Regions from separate parts of the Mus musculus genome. Here region 2 is linked to region 1. A link is a contact called in public HiChIP or PLAC-seq data. All regions are on one chromosome and are shown on one strand. The core of a region is the stretch at or near the end of the contact, and the rest is flanking DNA. Distances in the headings are between cores, read along the strand shown.

Region 1 (5,825 bases), core at 1,738-4,237:
GAGGTGTAAATAAGAAGTTGTAATCAGATTAGTTTACATAGTGATACCTTGTTGCTTCGACAGTGTTCTTTCTAGACATGTAGAAAGGCCGGTCCATGTTATACTCATCAAATACTCCCCACCGGAGATGGGCCCACTCATGGACAAAGACTCTGCCTGAGAGAGAGGATTGTGACATATAAATCTTGTTAAAACTATTTAATATGGATTCCTTCTATTTAAATTTCTTATTTATCTCTTAGCCTGAGCTAGAGGACTCTAGAAACCAACATTTTTCATTAGTTCATAAATGGTGAAACAGAATGACATCATCATGTGGCTCAGTTAACTACTAAATCTGTCTACACAACAGGTTGGTTATAATTAGCATATTTCCAAGAAATTAGCGTATTTCTAAGTGAAGGCATTATTTAGAGTTTACTTTCCTTTTCTGAGTCTTAGATATCCACATTAACGGTAGTGGTTTGCTTTTCCCCAGTGGAAATAAGAAGTGTGAAATAGTTATTTCTACCTCGGGGTCCGTAGATACCCAAGTTATCAGTGAGTAGGAAGTTTGGAGTGAAGTGTATGTACTGTCCTCTGTCCCCACACTGTCCGTACTGAAGGGTGTAGGGGTCGTCTCCATGTTGCAGGTGAGGATCGGCAACTATGACGTCTGCCTAAAACACAGAACAGCAAACCCAGTCAGACTCCAGGCAAGAGACTTTACAAACTAGGACTGTCTCACTTAACTGATAAAGGCCATCTTCCTAGTTTCATTCCCGACAGAATTAGCATTCACCCAAAGGTACAAGGATTCATCTGTAAAAGGGACAGGAAGCAGTTTAGAAGATAGATGTGACACCTACTTGGTCATATGATTCTTGTTTTGGTGTTAAGTACTCAGTTTTTGACTTCCAGGTTATGGGAACTAAAATGCTCACGTTTCTGAAATAAAATCTTCTTTCTGTGGCTTCAAACAGGTAAGTGGAGGCTTGAGTTACCATTTCCTGACAAAACGAAAAGTGCATTGTGTTAATAATGCCACACAACAAAGTTAGCATTAAAGATGTATACACAAACGACACAAATCGAAGCCCTTAAATAGAATGATTTTACAAAATCTCACGTCTGTATGTTTCTTTTCATGTGTACAAATTCATGCCTGCTTTTACCTTGTTTGTAGTCCGGAGTATAGACTGAAGATGGGAATGAAGATGTTGGGTCAGTTATAAAAGTAATTAGGATTGGAAGTCTGTGGGAGATGCTCAGAAAATGAGATGGAGGGGTCAGAGGCTAAATCAACAGTCAGCACCCTGGCCTACAGTGGAAGGGTGGAGTTGAATAGAGGCATCGTGGCCAACATCCCTGGCTGCTAGGGCTGATGAGGACAGCAGACCTGTGCCACATTGAGCCATCTCTTCTGGACATGCAACAACTGTCGAACTCTTGCTGCAGCTTGGAGTGCCAATGAATGGCAAGTAGGAAGCTGGCTGTTCTCCTCCTGCTGCTGCATCTGTCGGCCGGTGTAAGAGTCTAACGGTCCTTGGAAAAGTGCGTGCTGTCAATCAAAACGGCTGCACTCCCTCCTCTGTGCAGCTCGGACAAACAAGCACGAGCTCTCTCCTGTGCTGTTAGAAGGAGCTGATCCAGACGCAGAAGCCAAACAGCATTAGGAGGAGCAGCAAGGAATCCAAAGCACCGGCAGCAGCAGAGAACGAGTGGAGATAATCCACGCTTTTCTGCACTAGAAAGCATCCCTGAATGCCCAAGGCACACTCAGCCTGTGCGGAGGACCGAGCGCAAGAAGCAGGGTTGCTGGAGACCAGAGCAGGAAGGCCATATGCTCAAAATGAAGAAGAAGGACACTTCGGCAAGTGGACTGGAGATGGCTTGGGTCAGGGCTCAGAGAATGGAGGGAAGCTAAGCTACTTGGATTTGTTCTTCATATGTTTGTTTTCACCTAGCGCATCCTGGGAGCTAATGTGTTGTGCACAGAGCGTCTCTCTTGAACGACAAAGACTTCTCACTTCCTGAATCTTTTATTCTTAAGGCCCCAGTTACATAACTTTGTGAGTTTAAAGTTTGGTGTATTGTTGCACTTGATATTAACTTTGTCTTTAATCAGCACACTATACTTAGAGAAGAGACAACTCGAAATAAGTATAGTAGACATTTCTAATTAACACCAAGTGTCGTAAAAGACCAAGTTTTACCAAGTGGTAAAAATAAAAATAAGAAAGGCTGATTAATTTCAGTTTAGTCATTAATTTTATGACTGTAAATCACTTAATTTCTTACTTACGTAAGAGTTAGAGTCCTTCTTAGTCAGATCTTGGTCCTGAGAGGATCTAAGAACTGAGTACATATTCCAGCACTATATGCTAAAATCTTTTATTATACTGGTAAAAGTAAAAGTAGAAACAAATCAATTTTAAAACGTGTAAGATTTCTTTAAGGTAAGCCAGGTAAGGGTTTTCGGTTTTCCTAAGTGGAGCTGGAGTGTGCATTTGCTCTATAGTTTGTAAACCACCATTACTAAGATAGAGTGTGGAAACTCCACTTGCTCTCAAGTCTATTACCTCACCTACTTAATAAATTATTAACAGCTTGACCATAGAATTTAATATATAATAAAGATATAAAGCTAAGCAGATTCCCATCTTGACTGAAGATAATACTGCAGACATGATGAAGACGGTCAAAGCGCCCCTTGGGAGGGTAAAACCATATGTGTGAGTGTGTAACTGTGTGTGTGAATGTGTAACTGTGTGTGTGAGTTTGGATGTGCAGGCAACAGAATTATTGACCTGACAATAAAACCCCTTCTTACCTTTATGCTTGGGATGAGCCTTTCGTCCTCCGGCACACTGGGGTTAATGGCAATGACCACACCCTCATATCCATTGCTGTTGAGATGCACCATGGAGCTCTCTGTGTTCTGCAGGAGATGCAGGGTGAGGAACAGAAGGACCTGCAGCCCTGGCACCATGGTCGCACTGCTCCAGTGAGAAGGAGCAGCACAGAAGGGCATTTATGTGTGTGCTTCGCTCGGGAATTTGAATCACGGCCAGAATATTTGCATATAGGTGTTGAGTGAAGTCCCCATATTTCTTGGTGACCTTCCTTATTGCTTTCATTCTAGAGACTTAACGGTTAAATGTTAGTGGGGATTAAGGTAAACACATCCATCGTTCTTTCTAAGGCACCAAGTATTTACTAAAGTGAGCTGTCCTTTCGGATTCTTTGTGAAGTCATCCTCATAGCTGTGGGTACTTGTCATTGTGACCGTCTTCATCACTGCCACCATCATCATAAGGATACAGCCCCACAGGGCTGATGTCAGGGTCTGTTTATAGGGCGAGGTTAGTAACCGATTAAAAAAAAAAGCAGGAAAGAGCAGATGAAAAGGCTGGTGTTAAAAAGCAAACAACGAACAGGGCTGGAGTGGGCATGGCAGAGATTTATGACTTTATGTTCCTTCTCAAGAGGGGACTGTTAGAAGCACAATGCTTCAAAACTGGCCTTGGATCACGTGGGACTTTCCTTTGTTATCTTTCATGATAGCTCCTAGTTTGTTTCAGCTTTCAAATGGCATTGAGTGTTCCATATCCTTTTGTAACTTGAGAACTTAATATTCTTCACCTGAGAGTTTGTTTTTTTTTTTTTTCATTGACTAAAGTGCTCTATAGCTTGAGTCGGTTGTACCGTGTCATCATGAGTGTGCTCGAAGCTGGCTGAATGTGAGCCCAACTCCTTCTTGTCCTGGTCACTTAAAAGTCACATATTTCTCTGTTAGGGTTGTATGACTTTATTTTTTTTAAGCTTTGTCTTTTGTAAAATATCTGAATTGTTATGAGATGTTGGAACTGCTAAATGAATTAATCCATGGAAAACTCTTCACACCAAGTGTCTGGAACTCCTAATAAAGAGACAGTAAATAGCGTGTGTTACATGTTATAGGCTATTTTGCTAATCAGACGAATCTGCCTGAGGCAGAGGGAGACCTGTGTTGTCAGAGTAATGACTGTAGCTTCTTGGAAAGCATTTATCTTTGACTGTTGGCATGATCTTACCCTTGCTAGTCCAGGCAAGATGGGGAAGCATCTTTAAAATTCTTCCTAAAGAAATATTTTTCTTTTCTTTGGATTTGCTTGAAGCACTGTTATACATATACATACTCAGAGCTGCTTTTGCTATTCTGGCATACATGACTTGTTTTTCTCTACTAGATTGTAAATTGGGTCAGAGGTGAGAGATTTTTGTTTCTTTCTGTCTCTCAGTCTCAATTTTCTTACCTGTAAAGTAAGAACAATAATACCTGTAAAAGGAGTTTTGTGAAGGTTAAGTAAACAATGTGTGAATCTGCCATTTAACTTAGTTAATGGTTTAGTGCCTGCCATTTCTCCCTTACACAGTAAGACCATGTTGCAAGCAAGCAAACAAGCAAAATGATAAAGAAAAAAAAAAGATCTGTGAAAGACATTATTGTCCTATTCTGTCACATAGTAGACCTCAACAAATTAATGTTTATTCCTTGATTTTCTTGTATTTTTCAATTCATGTGAAAAAAATTGAGTGCTTCATGTGCATCACCCAGTGCTCTGTGGTCAGGCACAGACATGAGAAAACTCTGGCGTTGTCTCCAAAGGATTCAGAGCCTTGTCACATGGGTTAGATTGGACAGATAAAGGATTTAAACACAAGTCAGAGGGAAAGATGCTGCTTAGCACAAGGAAGCCAAATGGGAATGACTTCTCTCAATGAAGGGAGTCACAAAAGCACTTGGGGTGGGTCATTCTTTCCAAAATGGAAGCATGAAGAAGCTAAGTCTCATAGATTACAATTCCAGAAAGGGGCATCTTTGATTTTTAATCTTGAGCCATTTGCCTCAAGGCTATAGTTTGAAAAAATATGGGACATAAGCTATTTTTTAAAGGATGACTAGAAAGGAACTCATCTTAAACTTATTTTGAGAGTTTACTTGTTTGTTTACTGTTTGTTCTAAACAGTAGTTGTCAGTAGAAGAATCAAGGGACTGTGGAATGCTACGCTTGACTTTGTACGGGACGGAAAAGCTTCTATTGTTATCTATTGTCGTCTATTGTCATCTATATGATGAAAGGCTCATCCTTAAAAACCTCAGTTTAGGATTCTTTCAGTACTTAATTACTCAGTTTTGAAAAACTCAAGGCAGAAAATATTCCCACGCCATTTTCAACTGGATTTGAAATCAAAGTGGAGAACAGTAGAGGTATTATTGTCAGAAAATTCTAGAACCATCATTTCTCTATGTCTTTAACTCGTCTTTATTAAAATGACTTCTATGGTTTCCTTCTGGCTCTTCCTTAAAGATTGGAAATGATTGAAAGGGTCTAAGTATTAGTAACAATAAACCAGGTTTTAAAAACTGTACCTCCCTCCCTCCCTCCCTCTCCCTCATTAATTCTTTTATGTGTCAAGGACTCCTATAGCCTAGGTTGATCTCTAACATGCTATATCCTAGGCTACCTTTCAGTTCCTGACACCCCTGGCTCTTCCCAAGGGGTGCAATTACAGGTGTGCACACCTGGCCCCTCTATCTTTCAAAGAGGCAATAAAAATGATTAAAAATCAACCACAGTCTTTTTTTTTTCGCTATTGATTTTATTTATTTATTTATTTTATTAGGTATTTATTTCAGTTACATTTCCAATGCTATCCCAAAAGTCCACCACATGCTCCCCCACCTACTCCCCCACCCTCCCACTCCCACTTCTTGGTCCTGGCGATCTCCTGTACTGAGGCAGATAAAGTTTGCACGACCAATGGGCCTCTCTTTCCAGTGATGGCCGACTAGGTCATCT
Region 2 (5,544 bases), core at 971-3,470, 220 kb after region 1:
TTCAGTCTGTAAAATAAGAAAAGATATCAAGAACTTGAACCCTTACTTAGAGTCCCATCTCTGTATTTCACCAGCTCCAATTTAAAGCTGTGGGGAAGCGGAATCCTGGCTATCAGGTATATTGGCAACACAGGAAGAAGGAGTCAGCTCCATCTGGGACCTGAGCTGTAGAGGCCCCCAAGCTCCCAGCCCTTGGAGATGTAGGCACTGGGAAACCTGATGCCAATGGCAGACATGCACAGCTACAAGAATTCCAGGGAGGCAGCAGGGGCAGAGAGAATCCCTGGCTGCTTTTTCCTACTCTTTCAGATCTCTCACTGTGGCATCATGTCCTTTCTTTTTATTTTATTTAATTTTTTAAATGTTTTCCTTCCAGGTCCCACATTTCCCATGCACCATGTCCCCCAAATGTGACAAAATCATTCTCAATTGATCTTGGTTATAAAACCAAGCCTTCATCTGTAACATAATATTTATTCAATAAACCTTTAAGTTCTTGAATTTAGAAATGACATAATATTATTAAATAACATTTTTTAAAAGGAAGAAGTAGCATTAGATGATTTTTATTTCCACATTTTCTCTGCTGTCTTCTCTGTGTCCTTGATGAAGAAAAGAATTGCATGTACTTATTAAACCGGGGCAGAATTTGCTAATTGTTTCCATGACTTCTTATTTGAGATGGAATAAAACTATATGGTGTATATATTAAAATTATTTCAGCATAATGTCTTTTACCTGTAAAGCCTCATGGGAGCCGTAACCATTTTCATTCAATACTTCCAAGCCAATAACTTAGAAAGCTGCTTCAATGGCACTAACGTCTTACAAACAGTAAACTCCGGTGACCTCTGCTACAGATCAGTATCCAAGGGACAAGGACAACAATTGCATTCTAAGGTCTCCTCTCATGGTGAGAAAAGTCCTATCTGAACTTTAGTGGTGTCTTGTGAGCCACAGTGAATTTAACCAAAGGACAAGATATAAAGAACCCTGTAGTATGGCCTCTTCTATAAAGCAGCTTGGTTGTCAGTATAAACATGTGTCCTTCTCTGCACAGATAAGCAGAGATGAGAAATTCATCAAAGTAACATGTTTGCATCATACAGATAGTTACACTGTCTAACTAAGACCCAACATTCTTTTCTGTACCCAGAACTTCCCCCAACCTGAACTTCAATAAAACAAGCTTTTCTTGACTCGATTTGATTTTGTTCTTCCTTTGCCTTTCAAGCCATTACCTTGAGCAATATATTTTATTATTTTTCCATAACTGGAACCTTACACTGTTTTCTAACCCTTTCCCAAAATGAGTTAAAAGTTGGTGGGTTTTTTTTGGGGGGGGGGGGAGGGCATTTTTGCATTATGTAAAAGTCCCCATGTCGAGACTATTTTGATTTTGTTCACATTTTATTTTGTGGATGTAAAGGTCATGTCCATCCTACCTAAGAAGGAAGATACTGTGCCTGCTTGTTCATAGAAATTTTGTCTCATTCTCTTTTCTTGATGGTCTCTTTTTCCTGTTAAAAATACAGTGTGCTACAACCATAATAAGGCAAAGGATTGCTATCAAACCTACTGTTGTTAAAACTCCTTTCAGGATCAGATCATCTCTGCTCACTACAGGAGAAGAGTTTGGAGGAAGAGACATTGATACCAGGGCAATGTTTGACACAGCTGACCTGAGGGAGCTTCTATCCATGGCTCTCAGGGCCACATACACTATGTAGGGTTCTTGTGCATCTTCAGCAAGTTCATGATCAAGTTCATGGGTGACAAGCTTGGGTGAGAATGTAAATGTCTCCCTGGTGCCAGCATGCTGAGGAACTAGCTCTGACGAATTCACCAAGATGGCATTGTCAAAGTCATCCCGAATGTTCCATAGGCTTCTGCTCATTCTTATTTCATAGCTTGTAGCTGAAATTAAAAATACACACAGGAGCGTATGATCAATTTGTATAAGGTTTTTAGTTGGTGAAGATTAGTAATGAAAATAACCACAAAAGTCAAACTATCAAGGAATATACGTGTGAGAAATCACTGAATACCAAGTTGCAATGTAAAGACTCATGCTAAAATGTGAGCCAGGAGCACTTGATATTTTTTTGAAAGCAAGAATCAAAAAAATGATGTCATCCTCCCTATGAGTAATTGTGTAAAGTTCATGTTGTGTTATTGAGCTGTCTCTAGCTTTTGCTTTAACTAGTGAAGCTTTTTGTAATGTTGATATGGAAAACAATAAAAAATGACTACACACACACAGTGGGGGGGGGGGTGTTGGGAAGATACTGTCTGTGGAAAGGTACTTATGAAACAAATCAGCAAGCCTACTTTGCCCCTGATCGAAGTCTTCCCCAGGTGCCGTCCAAGAGAGGACGACGTCGTCTTCCACTTTCATGGCTTCCAGGTCAGTAATTTTGCACGGTGGAAACATGTCAGGGTGGGGGCCGTCTGGGACTCCCAGCACGGAGAAGGAGCCTCCCGAGCTCACTCGACTGAAGCCCCACCTCTCCTTCACAGGTCTGTGGCCCAAGTTTTTGGGAGCATTCATTTGAATATTATCTGGAGCACAAAGAGAAAGTCAAATAGCAAATTAAAAATTTCCTGAGCAGTCTTGCCAGATTGTTGAGACAGCATTAGAACTCGGAGTTTACTTAGTCAATAATGCGTTCATTCACCTGTTTATTCCCTCCACACATATTGGTTCATCGGGTCATATCACTGTGCTATGAATCAGACCAAAGTCCTCCCCCATGAGATTTTATGAGTCATGATGTAAGTGGCAGTCATATCAGTAAATAGATATTTATAAAGTGTGACTAATCCAGAATAATAAAGAGCAGGGTGCTCTTCAAGCTCCCACCATTCAGGGTGGTACTGAGGATATAACTTTCAAGTTTCCTTTGGGCTGAGATGGCCAGGTAAGACATGAAGGAAGAGATGTCCTAGGAAAAGAGAGCCGCTAGCATGAAAACTTCGGCTCAGAAAAGTTGCGTGTTAGAGAGACTAAGCTAAAAAGTGGGTGACTGTAGCTACAGCTCAGAAATAGAGTAGCACACTTGCCTGGAAGGCAGCGTGCCCTGGGTTTAATCTCCAGCACTACAAACAGAAAGCGGAACACCTTGAGATGAGACAGGAGAGCAGGTCATAACTGACCTCAGGGACCAGTGTAGATTTTAATCCCAGTGCTGTGAAGAACAGGAAGTGACAAAATTCATCATTTTGCTTTCTGATGGGTCCTTAGTAAATGGATCAAATGCCACTAAGCAGGAAGCCATTTAAAAAGAGCCATCCAGTAGTCACCTTGAGGGAAGATGGTGGCAGCCATCTGTGGTGACTTCAGGGGGAGGTAGGAAAGAATAGGTCAATGCATGATTCACAGACACAAGTTGGTAATAGATTTGAATATGAAATGGTGGAAGAAAGGCTCCTATAGCCCTGTGGTGGAAAGAGAACCAGTTGTGACAAGCTGTCCTCTGAGATCCACACACTTGCCTTAGCCTGTACACTCACAATAAAGAACAAATATTTTAAAAGTAGTTCCTAAAATAGTTTCTAATTGGTGCAGTTTGATAGAAGACAACCAAGGAGTCAGACCAAAAATTAGGTTATAAGGTTTATGATTCCCCTAAAATAGAATTAGTTAGATATGGATTTTAAGATTTAAAAGATTTAAACTAGATTTATTAATTTTTAAATTATGAATTTGAAGGTTGTGTGCATATAAATATGTGGGGCATTGGGCTGTGGTCAGACAAGCTGGTCTCCAGTTGAGCTGAGGTCTGAACCCCCAAAATGACAATAATTCACTTACATGGCACGGTAGGCGTTCCCTTATGCTCCTGGAACTCTGGCTTCTGCCTAAGTTACCGCCCCCCACAGCCTCCACAAGAGAAGCATGGCTAACCAAGCTTCTGACCTGCAGGCTAAACTCCTCCCCAGTTACCTAGCAACAATAAGATAAGACAGCATACTTTAAGAGGGGCTGTTAGGCCCCCACCTCGCTCTGTTACTTGTCTCCCTCTTACCCCTCACTCTCACCCTCTCTCCTCTCTCCTCTCTCTTTGTCTTCTCCTCTCCTCTCTCCTCTCACTCTCTCCCTCTTACTCTCTCTTTCCCTCTAGCCTTTTCTCTCTCTCTCTTTTCTACCTTCTCTCTTTCTCTCTGCCTTTCTATAATAAAGCTCTAAAACCATAGAGAGTCTCTGCTCATCAAGATCTGCTGCACTCACTCTCGCAGGTGTTGAGAACCTCTTCCCTCTCTCCTATAACCCCCCAGTGGCTTTAGCAAAGTAGCCTGGGGCTCCCAGGTAGGGCTGCCCCTTTCAACCCCCCCTCCGAAAGAGTGGGTCAGAGGCTTAGATGCCCACCTGGTGATGAGTGGAAGGTAGATAGCAGCCCTCCCATGCCTGACTGACCAGAGCACAGGTGGTACTCTGGCAGGGTATGGGTCTTCCCCTTCCCCCTCTTCCCCAGGGCCCCCTCTTTTGGTTCCTGACATAAATAGTATAAAAATCATGTGGATTAATGAAGCTATCTAGTGATGTTTTTCAACTATAATAAGTGATGTTTACTGGCTGCCTACTGTGGCCAGGTAATTTAAGTATCTTGCTATATCAAATATTTAATTCCCGTAGCAAGGCAATGAAGAGGATAAATTTTTTGCCATGCATTTATTGATGGTGAAACAGAGATGCAGAGCTAAGTAACTTGCTCCACGTTATACAGCAGTAAATGGGGGAGCTGGGCTTTAGGTACAGGAAGTATTGCTCCAGAAGGTACATGAGAGGACCAGAGAGGTGGGAGTGGCTCATCCAGGAAGCACATGCCTAATAGGCACAAATCTTTGGGTATCATTTCCAGCACCAAACAAACAAGCAAACAATCAAAAACAAAAATACTAAATCAAACCAAACAAATCAAAGAGGAGAGAGAGAGTTAGTCTTAAAGTTTTTCTATTTTTAGAAATAAAAATGATTAAAAATGGTCCTAGAGATTATTTTTAGAGATAGCACCATTCGTGAGATTTCTGTTTTGTTTTAGCTAATGCTTTTTAACAGGAACTAAAATTATGTTTTTCTATAAAGAGAATGTATGTCTCCTATTATTTGGCATTTTTATAGGAAGGGAAGCAGAACCTCAGCTCAGTGTCTGTAATAGCCAAGCTCATGTTTAGCCGGGAACTCATTTCCTTTTTGGATCACTGGGGCTGTTTGCATCACACTTTCCTCTTTTTGCTGCTGCCTAAATCTCTATAAAGGAAATATGGGACCAAATAAATTGTAAGGAACCTCTTTGTGTGTGAGTTATCACAAATAAATAACCACAAGACAGGATTCAAAATAAATTATTAAAAAAAAAGAGAGAGGATCAAACCATAGGAAATACCAACTTTCTGTTATTCTCTACCACAAATGATTAAGAGTTGAAGAAGCAATTAATAGTGGCTAGAGTATAATTATGTACGTAAGGGTGTGGTGGGGGCTTTTACTTGGGATGGAATCTTAGTGCATGCCAGGCAAATGTGCTACCTCTGAACAATAGC

What was found. HiChIP or PLAC-seq counts read pairs in DNA pulled down with a chosen protein or histone mark.
Region 2: a FOXA1 HiChIP or PLAC-seq map of pancreatic cancer cells shows a contact between it and region 1. The contact joins the enhancer-like site here to the promoter of Clca3b in region 1. A contact is called at or near these places in 20 of 39 promoter capture datasets (the 3T3-L1 cell line, 3T3-L1-derived adipocytes, the C10 cell line and 13 more), 1 of 484 Hi-C or Micro-C datasets (nephron progenitors), 1 of 115 datasets of contacts at active chromatin or transcription factors (pancreatic cancer cells) and 2 of 9 other capture datasets (adipose tissue and embryonic stem cells).

Annotation. Positions count from the first base shown.
Region 1 is chr3:144,846,315-144,852,139 of GRCm38.p6, forward strand. Clca3b (chloride channel accessory 3B) reads right to left here and starts at 2,988. Exons shown (of 14, transcript NM_139148.2): 1 at 2,813-2,988; 2 at 849-989; 3 at 512-659; 4 at 48-156. The coding sequence starts at 2,971. It also overlaps the pseudogene Gm16215.
Region 2 is chr3:145,069,806-145,075,349 of GRCm38.p6, forward strand. Clca2 (chloride channel accessory 2) reads right to left here. Exons shown (of 14, transcript NM_178697.5): 13 at 2,332-2,562; 14 at 458-1,917. The coding sequence ends at 1,475. Among named protein-coding and RNA genes, the nearest start is that of Clca2, 27 kb to the right of the region's middle. Within about 2 kb of position 2,221, at least 17 of the 459 cell types and tissues checked have an H3K27ac peak or open chromatin away from gene starts, as enhancers often do. A contact at or near this core is called in pancreatic cancer cells, where this site is marked.